2 separate regions of the Mus musculus genome follow, and region 2 is linked to region 1. Evidence: chromatin contacts called from public promoter capture Hi-C data. All regions are on one chromosome and are shown on one strand. Each heading gives the region's core, a stretch centred on a gene start, on an enhancer-like site or on the middle of the called end of the contact. The rest is flanking DNA. Distances are from core to core; before and after follow the strand shown. Region 1 holds the start of Tarsl2 (threonyl-tRNA synthetase-like 2). Region 2 holds the start of 1810008I18Rik (RIKEN cDNA 1810008I18 gene).

Region 1 (5,709 bases), core at 2,152-4,651:
TGGCTTCCCTTCACAATGGATCCTAACCTGTAAGCCAGATAAACCCTTCCCTCCCCAAGTGGCTTTTGGTAATCACGCTTATTACAGCAACAGAAAGCATATAAGACAAGAAGAAACTGCCTCTAAGCAAGACTTCATTAATGCCTCTATTTCCTAAGAAAGACAGGTACCATGACAGATAACAGTGTCATCTTACATTTTCAATTTTCAATTTGAAAAACTGTAAAATGCATGGAAATTACTTAGTGTATGGAAATTACTTAGTGTATGAATAAAGTACTGTAAAGGGTACAGATTTCTTTTCTCTAGTACGTATTTTTATTAGAACTTTAAAATTCGGACTTTTTAACTAGGAAGGGATCATGATCCCGTATACAATTAATGTTGTCTTCTTAGGAGTCAGGGGAAAATAGTCATTATATTTAACTCAGCTGAATAAGGGAAAAAATATTTTAGTGTCAATAAAACCTTTCAACGGGCTCTGGCACAATTACTTAATGCTGGAGTATATGTGCTTCAAACAAACAGGTAGGGAGGAAAATAGACGAACAAGGAGTCTGTGGGCAGGTATGTATGCTTGTGCGCATGCGTCTGGCGGGGGCGGGGCGTCGGCAAGGGGGCGGGCCTTACCTAATTCCAGCGGCCACTTGATAAGGTGTTGTTTTCCACCTTTCTCCTTGCACTGTCTTCCCACCAGCCACCCTCACTGAAATCACGTTGTTTGTGTTCTTCTTTTCCTGAGTAGCAGGTAACAGTTGATGATCTGTCTTCAATGTTTCAAAAAGCTGCAATCTCTCTTTTATAAAATTCGGTTGCTTCACCTGAAAGTCATTAGCATACCGTTAAGGACTCAGCCCACGGAGCTATTGGCTCAGCGGGTCCTACTTCACCTCTCCGCATGCTCCCCCTCTCTTGATGTCCCCTCCAGCAGCCCTTCCCCTCTTACCTAGTGTCTCTGAATACTACACTCATGGACGTATCCCTCTCCCACCACTGACTGTATATTTATGCAATATTATATATACAGTGTAGCACTTCTTAATAGACAACCCTTGGTATCCCGAGAACTGGATTCCTAGAGCCCCGTGGATGCTCAGGTCCTTAATAAAGTCACACAGTTTTAGCACATCTTCTCACATCCTCCCATATGCTTTAAGTCATCTCTAGATTAATAAAAAGCAAAATGCAATGCTCGGAAAATAGCTGTTATACTGTACTGTTTGGGGGGAATGATGATCAAAAAAGTCAGTCAGTACAGGGCATTTTTCCCCAAGTGTTTTCAGATTTTAAAATCCACAAGTGAAGAACATGTATGTGCACATTGGGGGCTGCCTGTGCCATATCTCAGTCTACCTCTACTTGTTTGTCCTTAGTCTGTCTGACCTCTATAGCCAGAGTAGTACCTTTGAGGCTAGGTACTCCTCCTTTGGGCCTAACAAGTGCTGGGTCTCTATAAACCCTTGCTGGTAGAAGCAGGAAATATGACGTCAGAACTCTATTATTTCACCTTTAAAAAACGTGGAGAAAGTGGGTGGTGGTGGCCCACCCTTTAATCCCAGCCCTTGGGAGGCAAAGGCAGGTAGATCTCTGTGACTCTGAGGCCATCCTGGTTGACAGAGAGAGTGTCAGGACAGCCAAAGCCTTGCTACACCATGTAACATTGCATAGATACACTGTAAATAGTGGGAGAGAGAAATGTCCATGGGTATAGTATTCAAAGACCTTAGGTAAGAGGGACAGAGAAGGCCTGTTTCAAGAAAAAACAAAAAACAAACAAACAAAAAAAGAAAAAACTAAAACAAAAGAAAGAGAAAAGAAAGAAGGAAAAGAGTAGAGAGCCCTTGAGCCAGTGGCTAACTTGACTCTAAGAGGTTACTGGTGTGGTCCAGACAATTTCACCAGTAACTATGTCCTTACCCTACGTCCCGCAGACCCAGGATTACTAGTGAACATTCCATTTCTACAGCAGCGACTTACCTCCCGGCCAGGCTCACTCTGCTTCAGCCTCTTCTTCTTTGTGTCCTTCTCTTGGTTTTGGGTAGGAGGCTGAAAGATAATGGGAGGCAAGAGCAGTACATGAGAAACCCGGGGAAGGAGGAAACCCAGAGAGCTCACGGCAGGGCCCATGGTTGGAGAGTCCCGGCTGGGCTGTGGGAACCAGGATCTACTTATAACCCTCAGGGATCTGGTTTCAGAGTTCAGCCCTATCTGTCCGAGCACATTAAAACTGGGGGTGTAGCTCAGTAATAGAGCACTGCCCAGTATTCACAAGGCCATGGGTCCCATAGCCTGCAACACACACAGTCTCTGTGTCTCTCTGTCACTCTTCCCTAAACTTTAAACAAATAATGTCACTGGAAATTGTGGCTGCCACCAGACTCTTATTCATTGCACTATTTCATTAGATGTTGCCAGAGCAAAAACAAAACAAACAAACAAAACAAAAACCAAAAACCCCTCAGTTTTAGAAAGCCTTTAGAACTTAGAAAAAAAATTCTTCTAATTTGTTACTTAATAATCTTCTAAAACATGAAAATACTGTAATCAAATACTTCTGTTAAATATACAGATCACATATAGGCCTCAAAGCAAACCACCAAAATAAGACAGTAAAAATAACCTGTCTTCAGATAGCACAGAACCAGCCAGCAGAGAGAATAGAAACTGTTAGGTCCTCTTCTCCAAGGATACTGTGACTCTTAAACACTGAAGCGGCCTTTTAAAAAGTTTTTATTTGAGACAGCGTCTTCTCATATTGCCCTGGCCGACCTGATTCTCAATATTTACTCCAGGCGGGCCTTAAATTCTCAGCCATCCTCCTGCCTCAGCCTCCAGAGTTCTGGATTAGAGGCATGCACCTCAGTTTGATCTGCTACTGGAGGGAAAAAATGTTGTTTGCAGTCTGTCCAATGAAGAGCTGAGAAATTATACCAGCTGGTCAGTTAGGAGGTTGGTGGAAACCTAGCGGTTCCCCAGGCCGTGGGCAGTGGGCAGGGCGCGGGCGGGGACACACCCTGCAGCCCTGTCCGCACCCGGGTGCAGAATTGGAACCCGCTGAGTGCGTACTCCTGGGCCGCCGGTTACCTCGTGCGCCGCCGCTCGCCCGGCCTCGGTGCGGCGCTGCTCCGCCAGGCGCAGCCGCAGGCCACACAGGCGCTGGTGCAGGTCGCGGTTCTCCGCCTGGAGCTGTGCCACCTCGCGTGTCAGGCGCGGGCCCTCGGCTTGGCCCCGCTCGGGCCCGCGCAGCTGCTCGTCCCTCAGGCGCTGCACCTCCGCGCACAGCCAGCGGATGTCCTCCTCCTGCCGCTGCAGGCGCGAGGCCACCGCCTGAGCCGCCAGGGCCTGGGCCGCCATGGTAGCTTCCCTGTGCCACCTGAGCCCGCCAGCCCAGCCAGAGTGACAAGGAGACGGGGCGGGGCGGAGCTGAAGGACTTCGGGAGGCGGGGTGAAGTGGGGGTGCATCACTATATGGGGCGGGGCGATGGAGGAAGAGGGGCGGGGCTGGAGCTGGGTATCCCTGCATGGGGCGGAGCGATGCACGGGCAAGAGGCGGGGCCATATCGGGGCAACTGTGCAGAGGCCAGGCGATGGGCAAAGAAGAGGGGCGGGCTATAGGATAATGAAGGGCGGGGCAGGAGTGATGGGAGGGGCAAGGGTAGGCATCATTTCAGAGGAGAAGCGATGAGACAGCGCGGCATCATCGCTGGGGAAGATGAGACGGCTGAGCAATGCTTCATAAAACAAGGAAAATGGGCAGGGGAGTGTGGCAGGGAGCACGGGCAGGAACACGGCCAATGTTGGGTGCACTGCAGGATTGAGAACTACGCTCTGGACCTAGGCAGCAGGAGTGGGACCACCGGATGGGCATCTTTAGCGTTTGGAGGCATGTCCAGGTGCTACTGGAAGTGTGTTCAGTCTAATGAAACTGGAGTTTGAGATATTGAAGCCCAGAGGAGGTGCGTCTCTTGACCAGATTGTCCAAACCGTTAGCAAAGCCTGATGGATTTCTTTCATTCCCCTCTTAAATTCTTGCAGTCACCACACTGTGCAAACAGGTTCTGAAAAGCGGCCATTGAAAATAGACCTTCATGCCAAGGCTGTGCAAATACAGTGGCACTTGGCAAGGACACACAGAAGAGCACTACAAAAACTTCAGCCTGGCCAGCACAACATTGTTCACTATTTGAGTCTAGAGCAAATGCTGTTTATAACTGTCTTAAGATTATTTTAAGTAGAAACATTTGTGCTATCGGACTTTGGAAACAGTGGTCCGCAAAGAATTAAGCTCTCATCCTGGAGCAGGAAAGGGCTGAAGCCCTGCTGCCCCCTGGGGGAGGAGTTGCCCTAGGAATTGCTGGACAGACTGGAACTAAGCCGATGATGGAGCCACACCTCCACCACTGGCCTCTACTTAAACTTAAACCTCATATTAGCACCCCAATGACGGGCTTGGGGTAGGTGGCTGAACCCCTGTAGCTGTTCATCTTCCCACTGTAACCACAATGAATAAATCTCCTTTCTCTGCTTTTTATTGTTAACTGTCATTTTAATTGGCATGTTTCAGAGGGTTAGCTGAGCTTATGTCGTTGAAACTTCCAGAAGCCAGGCTTTGACTCTAAAGACTCCAGTAATAAGTTCACACATGACTTTGTTTCTCTTATAACCATGAGCAAGAAGCTTCCTGTGGCAAGAACAAAAGTTGGCTTTTACTGTTCTTAAGTTCCTAGAATGTGCCAAGACATGAACGAAGCGATTTGGAAATAGTCACTTCTTAAATCTTCATTAAAAGAGATGATACCATTATACCCATGTATAATGCAGAAACTAAGGCACAGAGGGTAGCATTTAGTCAAACATGTCTCATGATGTAATCTAGGTAATGGAGGCAATAAGAGTTCCAAAATAGGGTTTATCTTGGGGTGGGATAGTTCAAGGGTGAGAAATTACTCTGAGAAATGGAGTCTGGGTAATGTGAGCAAGGTGGACAGACAGGTGGATAAATGTAACTCTGGGGAATAGGTGGAAGGAGCTGAGGAGTTAATCAGATTCACAGATCACTCCCAGCAAGAGATGCCATTGTCTTCCATGTGGAAATTGAAGACCTCTTCTGTGGGAAGAAGAGGCACAGCTGGGTGCAGTGGTGTACATCTGTACAGCACTCCTGGAGGTGGAAGCAGTGGTAGTGGTGGATGGGGGTAGCCATCAGCTTAAAGCTAGTCTGGGCTACATAGCAAGATAAAAAAAAAACTAGAAAGAAAGCAGAAGGGAAGAAGAAAGGGGAAGAGAGAAACAGAGAGGCTAGGATAGCTCAGTGGTGAAGTGCTTACCTTACAAGCATGAGGACCAGAAAGTGATATCCAGCACTGATGGATAGACACAGGTGTATCCCTGGGGGCTTGCTGGCCAGCCAGCTTATCCTAAACGAAGAGTCCAGGTTTTAGTGAAAGGCTTTATTACAAGGTAGTGGGTTCCTGGGGAATAATACTCCAGGCTGTCCTTTGACCTCCCCATGCAAATGCACACATAGGAAGATGCATCTGCACACTCACAGGCAGGCACAACACACATCTGCACACATGCACACACACGTACACACACTTGCACACATACATGCATACACACATGCACACACAACACATATCTGCACACATGCACACACATGCACACACACATGAACACACACATACACATGTACATACACATGCACAC
Region 2 (5,709 bases), core at 1,900-4,399, 160 kb before region 1:
CAGACCTTCATTCCTCTGAAGACACTGGTTAATATTTTGAGGAATTATCTTCTGCTTTCTGAAATATTTATTTTCCCTATGAGGTTGGTTGTTCTCCTACTTCTTTCTCGTATTTCTGGTCTTTTTTATGTGTCCAGTGGGTCTCCATCCTTCTTTTGTTTTTGAGAGTGGAGCGCCAGGGTGACTGTGCTGGGTGCCTGGTGCATAGTGTGCCTGTTTGTAGAAGGTCTGCATCCCCACAAGGCAGCTCTCTGGATCAGATAGTGTCAAGGACTGGGCCTGTAGATTGTCATACACAAACATCAGAAGGGGCTAAGCTTCTGCAGTAGTCCCAAGCATAACAGGCGGGAAGTCAAAGGAGAGGCAGTCCATCTGTGAGAAGGAGAATAGCAACCGATACAGGAACTAATCAGAAATGTAAATTCTTATCTTCACTCTAGCATCTAGAGCAGAGGTTCTCAACCTTCCTAATGCTATGACCCTTTAATATAGTTCCTCATGTTGTTTTGACCCCCCCCCCATCACAAAATTATTTTGTTGCTACTTCGCAGCTATAATCGTGCTACAGTTATGAATTGTAATGTAAATACCTGATGTGCAGGATATCTGATATATGACCCTCAGAAGGGTCACGACCCACGAGGTAAGAACCACTGGTCTGGATCCCTCTGTATCAACAAGCTCAGGTGAGGCCCATCTACCCCACGTTTCAACGCCCTCCAGAGCGCTATGGGTGATGCTGAGGTGGGCTTTGATCATTACCCCATTATATAAAATCCACTCATACTGAAAGACTAGTTAGTTCTTGGAAAGCAGGTCCAGTGTCTCTTAGAGTGTCTGAGGGTGGGGTGGAGGCCACGGCTGGCTGTTACCATCCCGTGTCTGGGTAGCCAAGGGTAAATGACTGAGCAGAGCCCCAAACAGACTTCTACTTAGTCCTGCTCTTAAGTACTTCCCCTCTGCCCCACCAGTCGGTTTGCCTGTGGCCCCAGGTTCTGAGGGATGAGGCGCTATCCCTGAGCTTCCCTCTGACATGCGCAGAGCTGCATCGCTCTGACATGCGCAGAGCTGCAGGCACTGACCCCTCTTCAGCCCCTACATGTCCATTTGACTTCTGGCTGGCAATCCTGCTTTCAAACGTCCCAACAACTAATGACTCTGTCTCTGGGCCACAGGGTGGCCTGGGGACTGACTCATGCTCTCCCTCAGCATTCCCTCCTGGTTAGTTTCAGCAGTAGCTAGCTCATTGGTTGAGGCAGTACTGTGCAGGCACGTTGTATCACTCACGAAGTCCAAGTTGTCGATCTTAACAATTCTGAAGTCAGAACTACTATTTCCTCCATGTAGAAAGGAGGAAAGTGAGAATGCAGAGATGCCATGCATCTGGGGACTCACGACTTCCCATGAGACTCTAGTGCTACATCAGGCTCCTCCAACAGGAAGTGTCCCGAGGGTCCACCCTGGTGCCCTACCAGGAATTATAGTATTGGAATCACCCCTTTATTTTGTTTTTTAAGTACTAAAAGGTCTTTAAAATATTAAGGATGGAATTCATTCGATGCTAAGATCTGCATGGTAGTCTTTGGGGTAAGTGGAAGTGACTTTAAATTAGTTTATTCTTCAGGTGATCTCACTAGCTCTTCAGAAATGCAAGGTTGTCTTGGAGTCTCATAAATTAGAGCTAGACTTCTTTGACCCAAGCAGGAAAAAGGTCACCCTCGTCCTTCTACCCCCCCCCCCCCCCCCCGCTCCTTCCATGGAGTGGAAAGGAAAGGAGAGAAAGAACCTAGCTCTTAAGACAAGGCTTCAGTGGCACAGCCATCCCATGCCTTACCTGGGAAGGAGGAACTAACCTGCCTGGGTGCGGATCCCTAACGATGCAAAATCTAAGGCCCGAGGAAGTTTCCACAGCTGTGCCCAGGTAGAAGCAGACTATCCCGAAGCCTGTGGTTACCACAAATACTGGATGGAGACAGACCCAACTCAGCACAGCTCAGCTGCTCTTCTTGGCGCACCAAGGTGAGCCCCTCTGCCGCATCCTGGGGAGAGACTGCCAAGCTCAATAGCCACCTGCTTCCCAGGAGGTCACACATGAGCCTTGCAGGATACTCTGGGCCCCAGGATGTCCCAGGGTGTTTTGACTGGCGGTGAATGAGACAGCTGTTTACAGAGGGAGGGAGAAGAGAGGAAGGGAGAGAGGAAGGGGTGGGCATTTTACACAATTTAATAACCAGAGGAACAACAGCAGTTACAGAAAATTTAGCCAAAATGTCATTCAGGGACGGGAAAGAGCAATTACTTAAATATTTAAAACAGACACCCCAGGAGTGGCCATGGGGGCCGTTCTTTGTTAATATTTAACCGGAGCCGGGCAGCCACCGAGAATACAACTGTTTACAGGAGATATGAACTAACACCCACTATTTGCTGAAAGCTATGGGGAGACTGTAGCTCTTGAACAGCTGATGATGTTCCTAAATCCCAGCCGCTCCAGTAGGGCCCCCCCCACATCACCACCATGAGGCCACAGGGGTGGGGAGGCCACAGCTGTCCCCAGAGCCCTGTGAAAACTGTAAACAGGCAGGCAGGGGTCAGCTGTCTTGCTCCAGACTCACAGTTTTCAGGAAGCCCAGCCCTGCAGCTGGGCCTGGGAGGTGGCTGCTGGCAAGATCATCAGCCCTCACTCCTGCAGACCCTGGCCAGGCTATCCTGGCCTCATCCACCCTCCTGGGCAGACACCATGCATGAAGCCAGGTGCTGATGAGCAGAGGAACTGGATCCCAAACTGGCTTGCTATGTCCCTCAATTCACACCGGGGCCTCCTGGGACACCAGACTGGGCTGTCTATAATTAATAAGCTAGCCTGTTTGCAGGGTTGGTAGATAGATAGGCCCTTTGTTCATTACAGCATCTACCTCCATGAGCTTGGCTTTTACCTACAACTGCCTCAAGTCTCATGGCTACCCTGCTGCTATGACAACCACTTCCCAACTTACTTGGGCACATTAGTTAAAACCCCACACAGATCCAACTTACTCCTCGGCTGCACTCTACCAGAAAGCCCAGCTCAAGCCCAAGGGAAAAAAACGTCACCTTTGAGTTCGTAGGCTGTTTCCAAGGTGCCACAGTTGAGACCACGTGTGCCTTTCAGAAGCCTGTGCCCCGTTGCATCATCTAATATGTTTGTTACAAAGTTGCCCAACCCTAGACCCACAACCCTGGCCTCCTCCCCGCATGCCACTGCCAACTGGTAAAAACCACAGATGGCCCTGACCTATTGAGCCCTTCTAATTGTTTGCACACCTGGTCAAGAGAAGAGAAAGATGGAGCAGGGAGGCGCGCTCTGGAAAAGCTAGAGAAGAACTGGGGCCTGCACAACAATATCTGTTAAAATAAAATAAAATCTAGTATATAAGAGCTAAAGTTTGGGTAGATATTTAGTACGTGATTTCACACACACACACACACACACACACACACACACACACACACACACACACATTCATTCCTTCTCAGGACAGTTGGCACACGCTGTCTAGAGTACTAAAACCATAGTCATTAAACTTTTTCTGTTCACTGAGTAGCTCTGGATACTAGAAATCTGAAGGAACGTTGAAGAGATTATGACTAAGGAACATGAAATGATCGGCTAAGGTTCTAGTTTAGCTAAATGCTGGCCAATGGGATCTAGAGACATCCACGGCCACTGAGTCATCAATTAGTCATGTGAACTTTTTTTTTTTTTTATTTTGATTGTTGCTACGGTTTCAACACAACTTCCTCTACCTCCCAACTCAGGTTGGAATTTTGTCCCCATTGTGAAGTAAGTGTTAGAGGGCAGACACAGTGTAGCCAGCAGTGAGGCCTTCACTGGACTGAAGCATGCATGGCCCTTGCCTTTTGGGGGGAGATCCCTTGCTGCTTGGGACTCTGCCAGCAGAAAGCCACCACTCAATACAGTCTCTCGTCCTTGGGTCTTTGCGACAGTGAACTGAAGAAGTCCTCTTTTCTTTTGAACTCACCAAGGCAAGGTGTTGTGTTTTCTTAGTAGGCAAACGTTTCTAGCTTCAGAGTAGTACTGTAACATGGTGGGGGGGGGGGGGCGTCTCTTTCTTGAAGCCATTCAGTAGTCAGTTACAGACAGGCCACTTTGAATCCTCTTATCATGTTCCCTCCTGGATGGTAACCAGACTGCTTTGCAGTTAGGAGACCTGGTGGACATAGCCAGGGGTGTCCTTGCTTTGCTGTTTAAGGGTTGTATCCTTCCCTGGCTAAAAGCTTATTCAATCCTAGCAGGCATGCCCCTGCACAGTGCTTGGCTTGTCTGTCATGGCTTGCTCATTTAACACACAGCCTACCCTGGTGCTCCTTCTGCTGTCCCCTCTTCAGCACCCTGATGGGCTCAGTTGTCCTAGAATTGGACACATCAATCAAAATTCAGCAGCATGCCCAAGAGGGCAGCATGGGGGTGCTTGGTGTATTCAAGCGTTGGAGACGGCAAATCTGGAAGGGGTTTTTATCATGGTCTGAATTTCAGGCACGGAACACAAATGACCCTTTCCTTGAAGTGGCATGGTGGCAACTCATCTTCCTGAAGCAGTGGCCGTCCTCATGCTCGGATGAGTGACCAGACACACTCACAGGACCACTGTATCCCTGCCGTGCCCTTCGGAACTGATCAGAACAGAGGATGCAACTAAGCCCTGGCTGACAGGAGTTCTCCATTATCAAGTAGAATCAGGGGTTCAAATAGAAACCAGGTCTGGTTGTTGCTTAGCTGTTTTTCCCCATTGCTGTGATAAAATACCTGACCAAACCCAAAACAAACAAACAAACAACACCTGAGGGGAACAGGGATTTATTTTGGCTCAGAATTTAAGGGTGTCGTTCCGGGAAGTCAGGGCAGTAGGACCTTAGGGTGGCTTGTTGCATGCATCTGGGGTCAGGAAATGGGAAGGCATGGCTGCTGGTGCTCAGCTAACCTTCTCCTTTTGATTCAGTCTAGGATTCCAGCCCACAGTAAAGGTGGGTTGACTTCCCTACCTCAGTTTACCTAATCAGGACAACCCCCAACAGGCACACCCAGAAGCCTCTCTGCTAGGTGACTCTAAATTCTGTCAACTTGACAATCTGTATTAGCCATCGGTTATTGAAAAATGAGAGAGTGGACATCTTTAGGCTCCCATGGTTTTAGAGGTGTGCTGAGTCAGAAGAAGGAAGAGTCACCCACAGAGGTCGCTGGAGTCCAGGCATAAGAAGCCCCCCCCCTTCATTCTTCCTGTAGTCTGAGCACCTACTATGTGCATAAGCCTCACTGAGTGTGCTAGCCATGGATGCAGGAGACTGGGCCAGGTGGTTGGCCAGCCTGGGAGGCAGCTGGTACCTGAGGACCAGTCTTTCTGGTTAGCAGAGAAGGCGTTCAAGTAGCCAAAAGGGCCCTTGTAGGAACTGGATTTTGAAGCAGTTGGGGGTGGTATAGGGTATAGGGAGCCCCCTCTTCACACTAAAGAGGATGCAGGATAATGTCCCTTGAAACTACCACAGAGACAGCTCCATCCCCCACTGACTGCACCATCCCTAAACACCATTCTCCAGATTCAGGCAGAGGTTCACTCTCCGCCTTGGATCATTTGTCTGTTTATTGCCTTTGTTATACCCACCCCTTTAATAGTCTAGCATGCTTAAAGTCTATATATGGGCCCATGTAAA

Evidence for each region. Promoter capture Hi-C pulls out the DNA fragments that hold promoters and counts their contacts.
Region 2: a promoter capture Hi-C map of stem cell-derived epiblast-like cells shows a contact between it and region 1, with 3 times the contacts expected there. The contact joins the promoter of 1810008I18Rik here to the promoter of Tarsl2 in region 1. A contact is called at or near these places in 2 of 39 promoter capture datasets (liver and stem cell-derived epiblast-like cells) and 1 of 115 datasets of contacts at active chromatin or transcription factors (pancreatic cancer cells).

What each region holds. Positions count from the first base shown.
Region 1 is chr7:65,642,590-65,648,298 of GRCm38.p6, reverse strand. It overlaps Tarsl2 (threonyl-tRNA synthetase-like 2), which reads right to left and starts at 3,401. Exons shown (of 19, transcript NM_172310.2): 1 at 3,085-3,401; 2 at 1,978-2,046; 3 at 631-821. The coding sequence starts at 3,354.
Region 2 is chr7:65,800,477-65,806,185 of GRCm38.p6, reverse strand. It overlaps 1810008I18Rik (RIKEN cDNA 1810008I18 gene), which reads right to left and starts at 3,149. Exons shown (of 3, transcript NR_167723.1): 1 at 3,037-3,149; 2 at 1,854-2,160; 3 at 1-372. It overlaps Gm51485 (a long non-coding RNA gene), which reads left to right and starts at 3,836. Exons shown (of 3, transcript XR_003946789.1): 1 at 3,836-4,031; 2 at 4,538-4,760.